Linked DNA regions of Gossypium arboreum: region 1 is linked to region 2. The links are chromatin contacts, called in public Hi-C maps. All regions are on one chromosome and are shown on one strand. Each heading gives the region's core, a stretch centred on a gene start, on an enhancer-like site or on the middle of the called end of the contact. The rest is flanking DNA. Distances are from core to core; before and after follow the strand shown. Region 1 holds the start of LOC108483979 (2,3-bisphosphoglycerate-dependent phosphoglycerate mutase 1-like). Region 2 holds the start of LOC108485449 (sulfate transporter 1.3).

The links. A called contact is a pair of places that touch in the nucleus more often than the background predicts.
Region 1: a Hi-C map of leaf shows a contact between it and region 2, with 6 times the contacts expected there. The contact joins the promoter of LOC108483979 here to the promoter of LOC108485449 in region 2. A contact is called at or near these places in 2 of 5 Hi-C or Micro-C datasets (both in leaf).

Annotation. Positions count from the first base shown.
Region 1 is chr6:138,089,566-138,095,895 of ASM2569848v2, reverse strand. It overlaps LOC108483979 (2,3-bisphosphoglycerate-dependent phosphoglycerate mutase 1-like), which reads right to left and starts at 3,743. Exons shown (of 9, transcript XM_017787560.2): 1 at 3,511-3,743; 2 at 2,756-3,021; 3 at 2,312-2,535; 4 at 2,019-2,137; 5 at 1,721-1,877; 6 at 1,528-1,629; 7 at 1,308-1,427; 8 at 655-722; 9 at 282-583. The coding sequence starts at 3,020. The coding sequence ends at 678. LOC108483980 reads left to right here. Exons shown (of 6, transcript XM_017787561.2): 6 at 1-184.
Region 2 is chr6:137,910,619-137,916,796 of ASM2569848v2, reverse strand. It overlaps LOC108485449 (sulfate transporter 1.3), which reads right to left and starts at 1,905. Exons shown (of 15, transcript XM_017789286.2): 1 at 1,857-1,905; 2 at 1,613-1,727; 3 at 56-397. The coding sequence starts at 388.

The DNA.
Region 1 (6,330 bases), core at 2,494-4,993, 180 kb before region 2:
CTGACTGTAAGCGGCACTGTTTAACTGTTCTAGTTAGAAATATGAAGCCTATTACAACTTCCGTTTTGAATGGATCTCATTGTTTTTTCGTTCGGTTAATTTGATGTATCCTTTTGATAACAGCTTGTCTTGTTTTATCATTTCTCACTCTTTGATTAAAAGTTTATGCAACATAGGTTAACCATGCAGTTTTCTCTTTTTATTTCTTTTTTTATTAAGGTTTCCTTGGCATTTAAGTAATAGTATCTTAGTTAACATTCCATACAGACAGAGAGAGAAAGTAACAGATAAACTTTTTCTTATTGCACCAAAAAAAAAAAAATCGAACTTAATACAAAGACAAACCCGTCTGTCCATATTTTCACAACAAACTGAAGACGGTAAAAACTGGAAATGAGTATTGTATATCTATAGCACACCTACCTAACCTAATCATCTGCAGGGACTTGCAACTACTTTGCTGCACCCATATGAAAAATCAACTGGACGACAGCTAACCTTCGGAGCTATTGGTCCAACATTGTAACCAGAACAATCGTAGATGGTGATGTCAGTAGTGATGCAAAAAGACGGCCCTGGAAAACTTAATAGAAAAAAAAATTTAACATTTATCGAGAGTCGGAAAGAGGGCTAGCATACAGGATCCGATGTTACCTCTATACTTAAAAGGACATATGTCAAGTCAACATGTCATCTAACTTCTGCCTGTATTGAGCCAACCTCTGCAAAAGTTAATTGGTAGAAGTATTAGTCCTCTTAAATTGAGCTTAATAATCCTAGGTAAAAGGGTTGAAAGAGTCATCAAAAACAAGATGATAAAGAGATAAGTATATCCTAATGCAAAGTTTCTTGTTTTTCCTCTTGAGGTCGAGATCTCTATGGTATCAATGGTAAGATAGAAAACAAAGCATAGTGTCAACATGATGAATTCAGCAAGAAAAGCTTCTTTCATAATCAAGTTATTTCCAAGTAAAGCTACTTTTATGATAGAAAGCTATGGCCATATGTGGATATATAGATAACACCTTCCTTTCTGCACAGAAGTTCCGAGGCCATTCCTCAAGCTCTAAGACTTTAAGCATGGACCAAGGAAAAGTTTGAAAACCCAAACATTTCTTGATTCCCTACCTCCTTTCCTTCTCAAAAAGTACTGAAAAAGCAACTACTTAGTCCTTTTTTATTTCCAAAGCTCTTTTATAAATTTCTTGCTTCATGAAGCAAAATCACATATATAAAAGCAGTAGAATAAACTAATTTTACACAGGTCCATGACATATCAATAATAATGCTGAGAGGAAGTTGCATACCCTAGTGTAAGCGTAGACTCCAGCCTCTGTTGGTGCTACTGGACTTCCCCTCCTAATGAACTTTCCCTCTTTAAAAATGTAAAGCATGGGTATCCCAGTGGATAGTTCTAAAGTAATAACCTGTCCCGTGAAGAATACAAAATGAATACAGCATAATAAGAAAAAGAGTACTAGGAAAAATTGAAAACATCCCGAATGGAACCGAAAGAAGGGTCCATACCTCCTGGGAGGTTAGTTTGTCAAGATACATGATAATGGATCTTAATGAATTCCCATGGGCAGAAATCAAGATATTCTTTCCAGATAAAAGTTGGGGTTCAATCTGCAAATTAAGATTTGCTATGAGGCGCTACTATGTCGTATTAAAGGACTTCAATCATTTGATGATAGATAAAACCAGATATAGAAGTTACATTATCTCTGAAATATGCAACAGCTCTTTGAGCACACATTTCCAAACTCTCGCCATTGGGTGGGGGTATATCATAACTTCTGCGCCACTCGTGAACTTTTTCATGACCAAATTTACCCGCAGTTTCCTGTTTATTCAGACCTTGTAATTCTCCATACCTGCACGAAGAAGATAGTAAATGAATGATTCATGCAAGAAAAATGAAAAAAATCTGAGGCAGCCAATAAGAGGACGTCAGAAAGGCATTGGCAATATGACTTGATTAGTCATGATATGGAGAAAAAGAAAAAAAATATTACATTCTTTCATTCAATTTCCAAGATGTTATAACAGGAATCGATTGTTCTATGGTGTCTTCACTGTATATTTTACTCCACGCTCTTGCTCGCTCATCCTCATTATGAAGGATAATTGGCACCTATCATCAGGTCAATATTAATAGGTTATCAGTCTAATCAATCAAAGAATGACAAAATAACTGCTCTTGGACTTCTAGTAAGTAGATATGAGGTTTTAAATAACTTCGAAACCATCTAAACAAGTCAGTGGTTTTATCAATGGCAGCATCAACTGCCAAGTATCATCAAGTCACCTTCTTGCGGCGATGTTGAGTCATGGCTAGCATAGCAGTCATCTGTGCACGAATTAGTGACGATGTGTATATCATGTCAACAGGTATGTTGCTGATTCTATGACCAGCTTCAATTGCCTCTTCTACTCCCTTATTGGTTAATGGCACATCAACACAACCTGTAAAAAGGTTCTTCTCATTCCATAAAGACTCACCATGGCGAATCAGTATCAAAGCTACCTCATCTGCAATGAATATCCCGAAAATTAAAGATCAGATTATTCCCCCCAAAAAAGAACCTAATTCTTGTTCCCCAAGTTATGAGGAAATACCAAATCACTTGCATTAGTTGGAATCAATAGTGCAGTTCGATGGCTTATAATCATGAAGGAAGATGGAGCATTGTCATTTGGTATATTATTTGCTAACTGAATAAGAAACTATGTCTAGGACAATCTGGCTTACTTGATTTCATGTGAGAATCAACGGTGTCACTACTTGAGGGAGCTAAAAGAGGACCAACAACAGAGGTTTGAGACGTTGATGCCTGAATAACGTTGAATTTCCTCTTTCCCGAACTATAAATCCCTCTCTTTGAGAACTCAACTTCCAACTTAAACCCCTTGGGAAGCAACCGTACCGAACGGTTCCCGACATTGCAGTGAGTTCCGGAATTGCTGAGAAGCTGAAGAGTTCCTCCAACTGTTTGTTGCAACATAGCATTGGCCATTCTGAAAATCCAAAATAAGCAAAGCAAAGTGCAAATCTAAGAACACCTTCAATAACTAGACAAAAATGAAGCACAAATAGGAAAAAAGAAAGTCATCATTATAGACAAACAAAACACCAATGATTATGCCACTAAGGGATTTTATTCATTCTAAATAAGTAGTTAAATTAGGGTTAAAGGCAAATTTAACAAAGCTCAAATCATCATTAAAAGAGAGGCAACAAACTCAAGAAAAATAAAAAACTTGCAAAGCCATTCATTTAAAGTGAAGAAAGGGCAAATATCTTGGCCGCCAAGAAGACGATCATAGAAACAAGAATTTAGCAAACACCCTATATTTTATAAAATATGACAGATCCAAGAAATAAAAAAGGGAACTCCGATCAAAAGCTCAAAGTTAACATTTCCCATATGGGGTTTTGTTCCATAAATCAAATACACAGTAAAAGTTTCAATACAGAAAAAATGAAGAAGAAAGAAGAAAGCAAACCTTGAAAGACAACAAGTGAGAAGCAAGAAACGCAATGCTGAAAGAGAAAGATGGTATTTAGCGTTGATGGGTACCTGGAAAAACTGACTTTGGGGTGGGGTTTATATAAGAAAACTATAGTTGCAGTTTTTGTTGTTTCTTCAGTAACCTTGAAAAAGCTGGGATTTTCTTGGGTGTTTTCTTGATTTTGTTTTCCCACGTTTTCTGTCTTCGTTTTCAAATTCTGTTATTAGTTATTGAAATATACATAAATTTTGAATTTAATCATTTTAATCATTATCTTTTTAAAGTTAAGATTTTAATCCTAATTACATTTAAATTTATTATCCAAAATGGCATGATTTTTTATGAGTATTTTAAAATAGCAAGCTAAAAATTGTAATGTATTCGAGTGACTTTTAAAATTTATAATGCGTTTCTTTTCTAAAATATTTTTATTTATTTATAGACATTTGTCAGTCGCATGATACTATTTTAAGACTACTTAATCTTTTTATAATTAAAACTTTATTATAATAAAAGGAACACTATGAGTCACCATTATTAATTTCCAAATTTAAAACATATTTAAAATTACAAGTAGAATTATAAAATATATGATTCAAATGATAATCAAAATTAAATTTGGAAAACTTGAAAGGTAAATACTATGTTTGACAACCCTTGATGAGATTGTAAGGACCATACGCTACTTCAACTCCAACAAATGAATAAAGAAAAAGAAGCAACCCTTCAAAGCCTCAAGGTTAAAGCACCTAACTCCATTTTCCAATTCTCCAACCCCCCATCTTTTGGTGGGTTTTTTTATCTTACACGTGCTTAATGTATCATTCAAGGGGCTTTTTTTTTTTTTTGTCACACCTACCAAAACCTACCCCAAAATCTGAGGTCTTTGACCAATTTATATTTTGCTTTGTTTTTTTTCCAAGGTAAAAAAGGGGACACTTCATGTTTATGGGGGCCTAATACTTCTTTGCTGGCATCCTAAAGAATATGCTCTAGCATTGTTCTTTTGCCATGGGCTGTTAGGAATCCTGGCCTTTTGCCTTAAAGTTATCCAAATCATATAAAAACTAAATTAAGGTATAACCCAAGTGCAAAAGACCTATATGGTTTCAACAAATCCAAAACTTATATAATAAATTGTTTTGGGGATTGGAAAATAAATTGGAAGTAAATTCCTGCTGGATGTAAATTATTTCAATATTATGAAATATTGGAAAGAGCATTTATATAAACAAAATCAACGTTTGCAAATTGCTTAGATCTATATGTGGATTTAAGTAAGTATTCTGCTTATCAAATTAAAAATTTGATCAAGCAATCAAAATTTTTAGATTTGAGTAAAACTTAAATGAACCTTGTGTTTATAAACATATTAGGGATGGAAAGGTGATCTTTCTCATTCTAATGTTGATAACATTTTACTCATTGGAAATTGTATAGGGACATTGTTATCGATTAAATTGTGATTAACTCAACAATATAACATAAAGGACTTGAGAAATCCTAACTTTGTTCTAGGTATTCAAGTACTAAGGGATAATAAAAAACCAAAATGATAACATTATCACAAGCTTCATACATGGACAAAATATTAGAAAGTTATGCAAATACATATTCAAAAAAGGGAACTCAACCCTTTGTAGTATGGCTTCATCTTTCTTTGGAGGACTGTCTTAAGATAGTAAAAGAAAGAGAGTACATGAGAAAAGTTCATTATGCTTCGGTAGCAGGAAGTTTCATGTACGTTATGTTATGTACACGTTCAGATATTTGTTTCACAATAGGGCTGGTGAGTCGATATCAAGCGAATCCCGGTCAAAGACACTAGTAACATTACAACAAGATAGGTCAATAGTGACACTCGAGAACTCTAATGAGACACGAAATGGCGTCGTTATAGAGTTTGGCAACGCATTCGCATGCGTCACCATTGGGTATGTCTTCTTAGGGTTGGCGATGCAAAAACTCACACGTCTACATAGCTCAGCCAATGAAGATGCATCCATTGTGTCTCTACATCTAGTTAGTGGAGACGCATTTACGTGACTATATAGCTCAATCTATGGTGATGCGAGACATGCATCTTCACTGTGTCAGTAGAGAAGCATCCACTGTGTCTCTACCTCTAGTTAGTTAAGACGCATGTATGCGACGCTATAGCTCAGTCTATGGTGACGCGAGACATGCATCTTCATAAGCATATCAATAGAGACGTATCCATTGTGTCTCTACCTTTAGTTAGTGGGGACACATGTGTGCGACACTATAGCTCAGTTTGTAGAGACGTATTGTCTGCGTCTTGATAGCATTGTTAAAGGAGACGTATTATTCGTGTCTCTACTTCTGGTCAGCGAAGACACATATTTGTGTTGCATTGTTTGTGTCTCTATAACCTTTTTAGAGAAGACGCATACTTTGTGTCTGTAACACCCCTATACCCGGTTTGACCCAAGGAACCTGATATAGGAATATTACATTTGGTGCCAAAGTGATTTTGGCTAATCACTAATATATTTGAACATTAAAAAAAAGTTTTCACTAAATTAACTTATATTTTAGTCCCTACTACTCGGTACACAGTTGATCTTCCTAAGTACATGCCATTCTATTTAAAATTTTGAAACATACCCTCTTGGCACTTGGAGATGTGATGAGATGGATGCTCACAACCTCAACAACAATTCTTCAAAATCACTATACCTACGCGTTGAAAATAAACGCGTTAAGTCGGTGAAGACTTAGTAAGTACCCATGATATTCAAATTCTATTAAATTTCTTAATTCCCAATATATCATTTCTTTGTTTATTTATCA
Region 2 (6,178 bases), core at 656-3,155:
AACAATTAACAGTTAATGGCCTCTATGTATGTTTTAGGAGTATAGCAAAATCTACCTGAGGAATGCATAGACTCGCGATTGTGAGTCCAGCAATGAGATCACCTCTAAATTTTCTCCAGTTGTAACTCCTTCCCCATTCGAAAATCGGGAAGATGGCCTCGATGCCGAGGACAAGCTTTCGAGACCTTGGTTGGTCCTTGAAGGGACGCAAAGGATCATCGGCAAATAATGTTTCTTTCACCCTGGCAGTGAATTCCCTCAAGAGGTTTTGCTTAGGGGGAATCCCTACCTTGTGAAGATACTGCGAGTGTTGGTGTGAGGCCGACAGGCTTCTAACATCCATCTCTTTGGTTTCAGCTTCAATGCTTGAAGCAGAGTTGGGTTCCATGTCACTAATCTGTACAACATGAAAATTAAGTCTTATCAGAAAAAGTGCACTGCTGAATGTTGCAGGGAATTAATAGCAAAATGCAAGAATCCATGCAAACCATGAAAAACACCACACTGATGTATACTTATTTAGTTTCTTAGCCCTAAAATAGACAAACAGAGCATTGATATTAAAGAACAGAACATCAAAATGTCAAGCCATCCAAAGAAATTGAATATAGTTCATGGCATTAGAACACAATGAAGATGCTTAAACTAACCAAAGAAAGTGGAGTAATGGTTTAGAGATTGCAAAATCCTATTGAACTTGGATAAATCCTTGATATGATCTTGCTTATATAAGTGTTAATAGGATTCCAGGTCAAACTTTACAAGCTAAAAGAGAGAATTAAGCATCAACAATGCATGAATCTAGTGTAAAATTTTAATAAAAGCAAAAAAGAGTCTCCTGGTAATAGAATTTACAGAAATACTATCACCAAAAGTAAATAAACATTCATCTTCACTTACTAAATTATCATATGAATAGCATCAATTTCAATATCCGGATCCTTTTTACATGTTATATAAACAGCAAACAAGAAGTGGTACCAAAATAAACATATAGATCATTCAATATCTAGTCATTGATGCAAGCAATTACTTGTAAAAATGTGGTGCTTAGAATAAAATATGCAGTTTGGGAAGCACAAACCAGAAATTTTAAGTCTTTAGCCACCTCTTTCTCTGTGCCTTTTTATGTATATTTCCTTGTTATTAATTATCATGAAAAGCTCATTTGCAAAAAATACAAGCACAAAGAACAACTGATTTGATGCGGCTTCTGTTAATGTTATATGGGAAAAGATGGAAAAAGTTGCAGTCAATCACAAGCAGCCATACATTAAGAAGAGACTTTTCAGTTTTATTTGTATAAAAGTCTTAGTTGATGTATTGTTAAGGGTCCCATTTTGAAAATCCCTCCTAGGGGACCCAAGGACACGAATAATTAATTGAAATCTCTTGGCTTGTAGTGCAAAAATGGAAACAAAAACAAACTAGAAAATCTCTCACCAATTTCATGAAATTATAATCACAATTTACAATACCATGACTACAAATTTCTGCTTTATAAACCCAGAAAAGAACCCAGATGGTTCATATAATTAACAACAAGCATATGAAAGTTCCAAACTAATAGAATCAGAATAAAGGATAAGATAGCAAAGTCTGTGTGTCTCACCTCCTCTCATACAGAAGCCATTGATAGTGGAAGACCCCACCTTGCCCCACCCCAGTTCCAAAGGCCAAGGCTAAAGCTAAAGCTTACTTCAAATGGAATTTGTATATAAACCTCCCTAAAAAGTAATGTATAAAGAAAGGACAATAAATAGTAACATACAGAGAAGGGCAATAAAAAAAGAGAGGAATTTCTATTTCATGCAAATGCCAAAAAGGGACCGTTTAAAATCACTTCAAAAGCTCACCTTTTTGCTTTCCACACTTGATGGTCCTCATATTTCGCCTTGTCACTTTTAAATATATATATATTGATTTTAAACAAATAAACCCATTGGCAGGAGAAACCTTAGATCACCGGGAGAGAACCCAAATGTGGTCCAGGTTCATTGAACCCGCATTACTTTCTTTTTACTTTCTTGCCATTTTCTCGGATTTTTCATTTATTTCTTGTTTTTTTCCATAAAAATAGGAATATAGAATAATAAGTTGAAATAAAAAATAATAACTTTTCGTAAGAGATAAAAATAAGATCTTTTGGGCTTTCTGTTATCTAATTTTACCTAAATTATGTGTGGATTCTAATAATATTTGGCATATGCTTACAACACATAATATTTTATCCAGAAATATAAATTTATAATATTTTTACATAGCAAATGTTACTCTTCTTTCTCACTTTGGGTCTCCATTTCTCAGACTGTATACCAACAAAATGGCAGAATTGCTTTCTATCTGTATCTCCAACCTTGATATACAGTATTTGAAGCAAGGGCCAAAAGCATAAATTATAATTTTCTAAGGAGGATTAAAATAACAATATAATCATTTCAACCAAGGAGGCAAAAGCCCCTCCCCCTCCCCCTCCCCCTCCCCCTGCCTTAAACTTAGTACTTCACAATTGGGTCTCAATTCAATATAATTTATAATTTTCATTTTCCATAATGTAAGAAAAATGAATAGGTTGAGTCCAAATTTGCAGGCAACCGAACGTGAGGGATTAAAACACGTAAATATAAAAAAACTTCGGTTGAATGACGGAATGAATGAGGGAAAGGGCAAAGGAAAAGTCAGAGATGAAAGCATGGCCATTACTTTAACAACTTCATTTTCAGTCCCTAGTCTAACATACACTACAAAACAAGACAAAAAAACGACTTTTTGAAGTCTCCCCTCACAGCCTATGCCAAACCCAATACTAGTTTGAATATGGACGTCTTTAAGGGTGGGTTCCCCTCACACATTGGAAGTGGGTTTATTGCGCATCTACTACCTTTATTAGTTCCTCTTGGCCGTAGTTTTACTCTCTTTATCCATGTATCAATTTTTTAAAAAAATATTCGATTTCAACATGCACTTTCAAGTCGTTTTAAGATATGTTCTCAATTCATTTATAAAATATTTTATTTATTTTAAATGTATTAATTGAAAATTGTTTAAATGATTATTTAACAAGATATAATTTTAATTTAATTTTTTCAATGTAATTTAAAATTAAAATTTATTAACATATAAGAGAATTTTGAAAGCCTTGGACAGAATTACACAAATCTCACATCTTTTATATACATTTATTAAAATACATATTAGAGGCGAAATAAAAAAAGGATAAGTAAGCATGTACGAGGTTTGAGTTTGAAAGCTTAGTTCAGTATAAATATCAGTGATACTAGGCAAAATTATTTTAGTGTTAGAATCAAATATTTGTTTTCTATTTTTTGACATACATTGTACCTATAAATACTACGTATCATAGCATTCAAAGTCACTCAATCAATTTTCACTTAACCTTCTCTTCCAAACTTGCTTTGTTATTTCAAAATTCTCTTCTTTATTTATTGTTTTCCTATTGAATAAATAATAATGTTTGTTAAATCAAATATCCTTAAGGATAGGGATATTCACACCTCAAGCTGCCATTCTAATTTCCTAAGTCTCTTTTTTCTAACATTTAATCCCTAAATTTGTAAACTTTTTAAATTTGCCTCTTAATTTTTTTTTCCATATTAGTTCCCGAATTTGAATTCTTTTGTAATTTGCTCTATGAACTTAGATTCCATTAAGGTTTGATTATGTAGCACTCTAAGATTGTGCCATTTTATCACTTGAAAATTTAAAAAAAAAGTATATAAAATTTAAAAATAAAAAATATTTTAGAACATTTTTGAATGATAATGTGACAATTTTAAAGTGTCATGTCATGATACCTTAACGAAATCTAAGTTCATAGACCAAATTAAAAAAAAATTGTCAAGTTTTGTCACTAATGTGGATAATAAAAGTTCTGAGACCAAGGTAGAAATATTTGCCAACTTCAAAGACTAATTATTGTTTTATCTCAAAACAAAAAAAAAAAAAAAAGAAAATGAGACAATGAGGGTAAGAAATTGGTGAAAATGGAAAAGAAATGGAAATAATTTATCAATCCTTGAAAAATGGGGTTGATGGTTGAACCGATTGGACCATCGGTTTTTGGTTCAATCGATTCAACCATTATAAAATTAAAAATTTATAATTTTTTTTAAAAAAATTAACAGAAAAATCATTCAAAATAAATACACATAAATTATAGAGCCCAAATTTTGCTCGGGCCCAACAAGCAGAGCCCAAAACACCAAATAAATTAACAGTCTAATTAACACCCCACTAAACCAACCACTACCTCCATCACCCCATTTGACTACAAAAAGAAAGAGGCAATCGGTTAGCAAACAAGTTGTAAAATTTGGCTATAAAAGCCATTCAAAACCATTGTAATCGGGTTTCGTTTTTTATTTTGAAGAAAAAAAGAGAGAGATTTGAATACAAGAAAAAGAGAGACTCTCAATACAAGAAATACACGAGATTAATCAAAAATCAAAGCAAAAGAGATGTTTTTTTCGTCTATTCTCGTTTTAAGTTCCTTGTTTATTTTATTTTATCTTTCAATTTTATTTTGTTTCTTTTTACATACTAAAGTAAAAATAAGGGGAAGAAGTTTACCCATTTTGGAATTGCCGAAAATGGGTTTTTTTTAGGTCCAACCACCGTGTACGGTGGTGCCAACACCGGCTCGTGGAGGTCCGGTGGCCGGAGCAAGGCCAGACCGATGGCCGGATTTAAATAGGAGGGGAAGAGTGTTATTTATTTTATCTTTCAATTTTATTTTGTTTCTTTAATACTAAAGTAAAAATAAGGGGAAGAAGTTTACCCATTTTGGAATTGCCGAAAAAGGGTTTTTTTTGAGGTCCAACCACCGTGTAGGTGGTGCCAACACTGGCTCGTGGAGGTCCGGTGGCCGGAGCAAGGCCGGACCGATGGCCGGATTTAAATAGGAGGGGAAGAGTGTTATTTTTAATAATAATAAAATAATTAATTTACTATTATTCTATATACTATTACTGTTTTCTTTATTATTATTATTATTAGTAGTAGCAACATAATAGTGTTTTTATTTTTATTTTTACCTTTTATTACAATTATTATTAACCTACTATTATTATTTTTATCAATATAGTATTATTTTCTTTTTTTATATTATTATTGTTATTAGCACGTATATTATTATTAATGTTTCATTGTTATTTTCCATTTTATTATTACTTTTATTACTATTGTTTCTATTATTATTATTTTCATTACTTCCATTATTATTATCATTATTTTCTATTATCATTAATATATCGTTTGTTTATTATTATTATTTTAATATTATTATCATCATTATATTTACTTTTTTAATATTATTACCATTATTTTTAAAACTATTATTACTATTATTTTTATTATCCGTACTATTTTTAAATTATTTCATTTAATATTTTGTTGTACATGTGTTTATTTGCCACTCCCGCTTAAATTAATTTTTATTCAAAATTTCTTTGTTATTCCATTTTTATCTCTATATTATTTTATTTAATATTATTTTTGTAGGATTTTTCAAGTAAAGGCAATATTCAAGACTTGGAAATTCGAGAAATCGTGTCCTAACGTACTGGGTTTCGGTTTTTCATTTGATCTAAGTAACCAATTATCCTTTTAAATTAAAATACATGAGTTTTAAATAAAATAAAGGCAATATTCTGTATTTAGAAATTCGAGTAGTTGTGCCCTAATGTACTGGGTTTTGATTATTCGTTTGATCTAAATATCCGAATAACCTTTTTAAAATTTAAATACATGAGTTTTAAATGAAATAGAAGGCAAGCTCATACTCGAGGGTTGAGGTGTTGTGTCCTAACGTACTGGATATAACATTTTACCTTGAGATGAAACGGTCCTTGACATACGTTTTAATTCATCCAAATACTTTAAAAAAACATTAACACTGAGAGGGATCGTATTTTAAACTCTTGTCAAAATTTCAATTTTCGACATTAAGTCACTAAATAATCAATTAGGTACCAAATTTGGGCGTGACGAGGATGATAACCCTTCCTTGCACGTAATCGACTCCCGAACTCGTTTTTTCAAATTTTGCAGACCAAAATTGCTGTTTTGATAAATCAATCTGTTTATTGAAAAACGACCACGTTTTGAGGTGACGCGGTCACACCTCATAAAAAAGGATCGGTGGTGACTCCAAACTTTC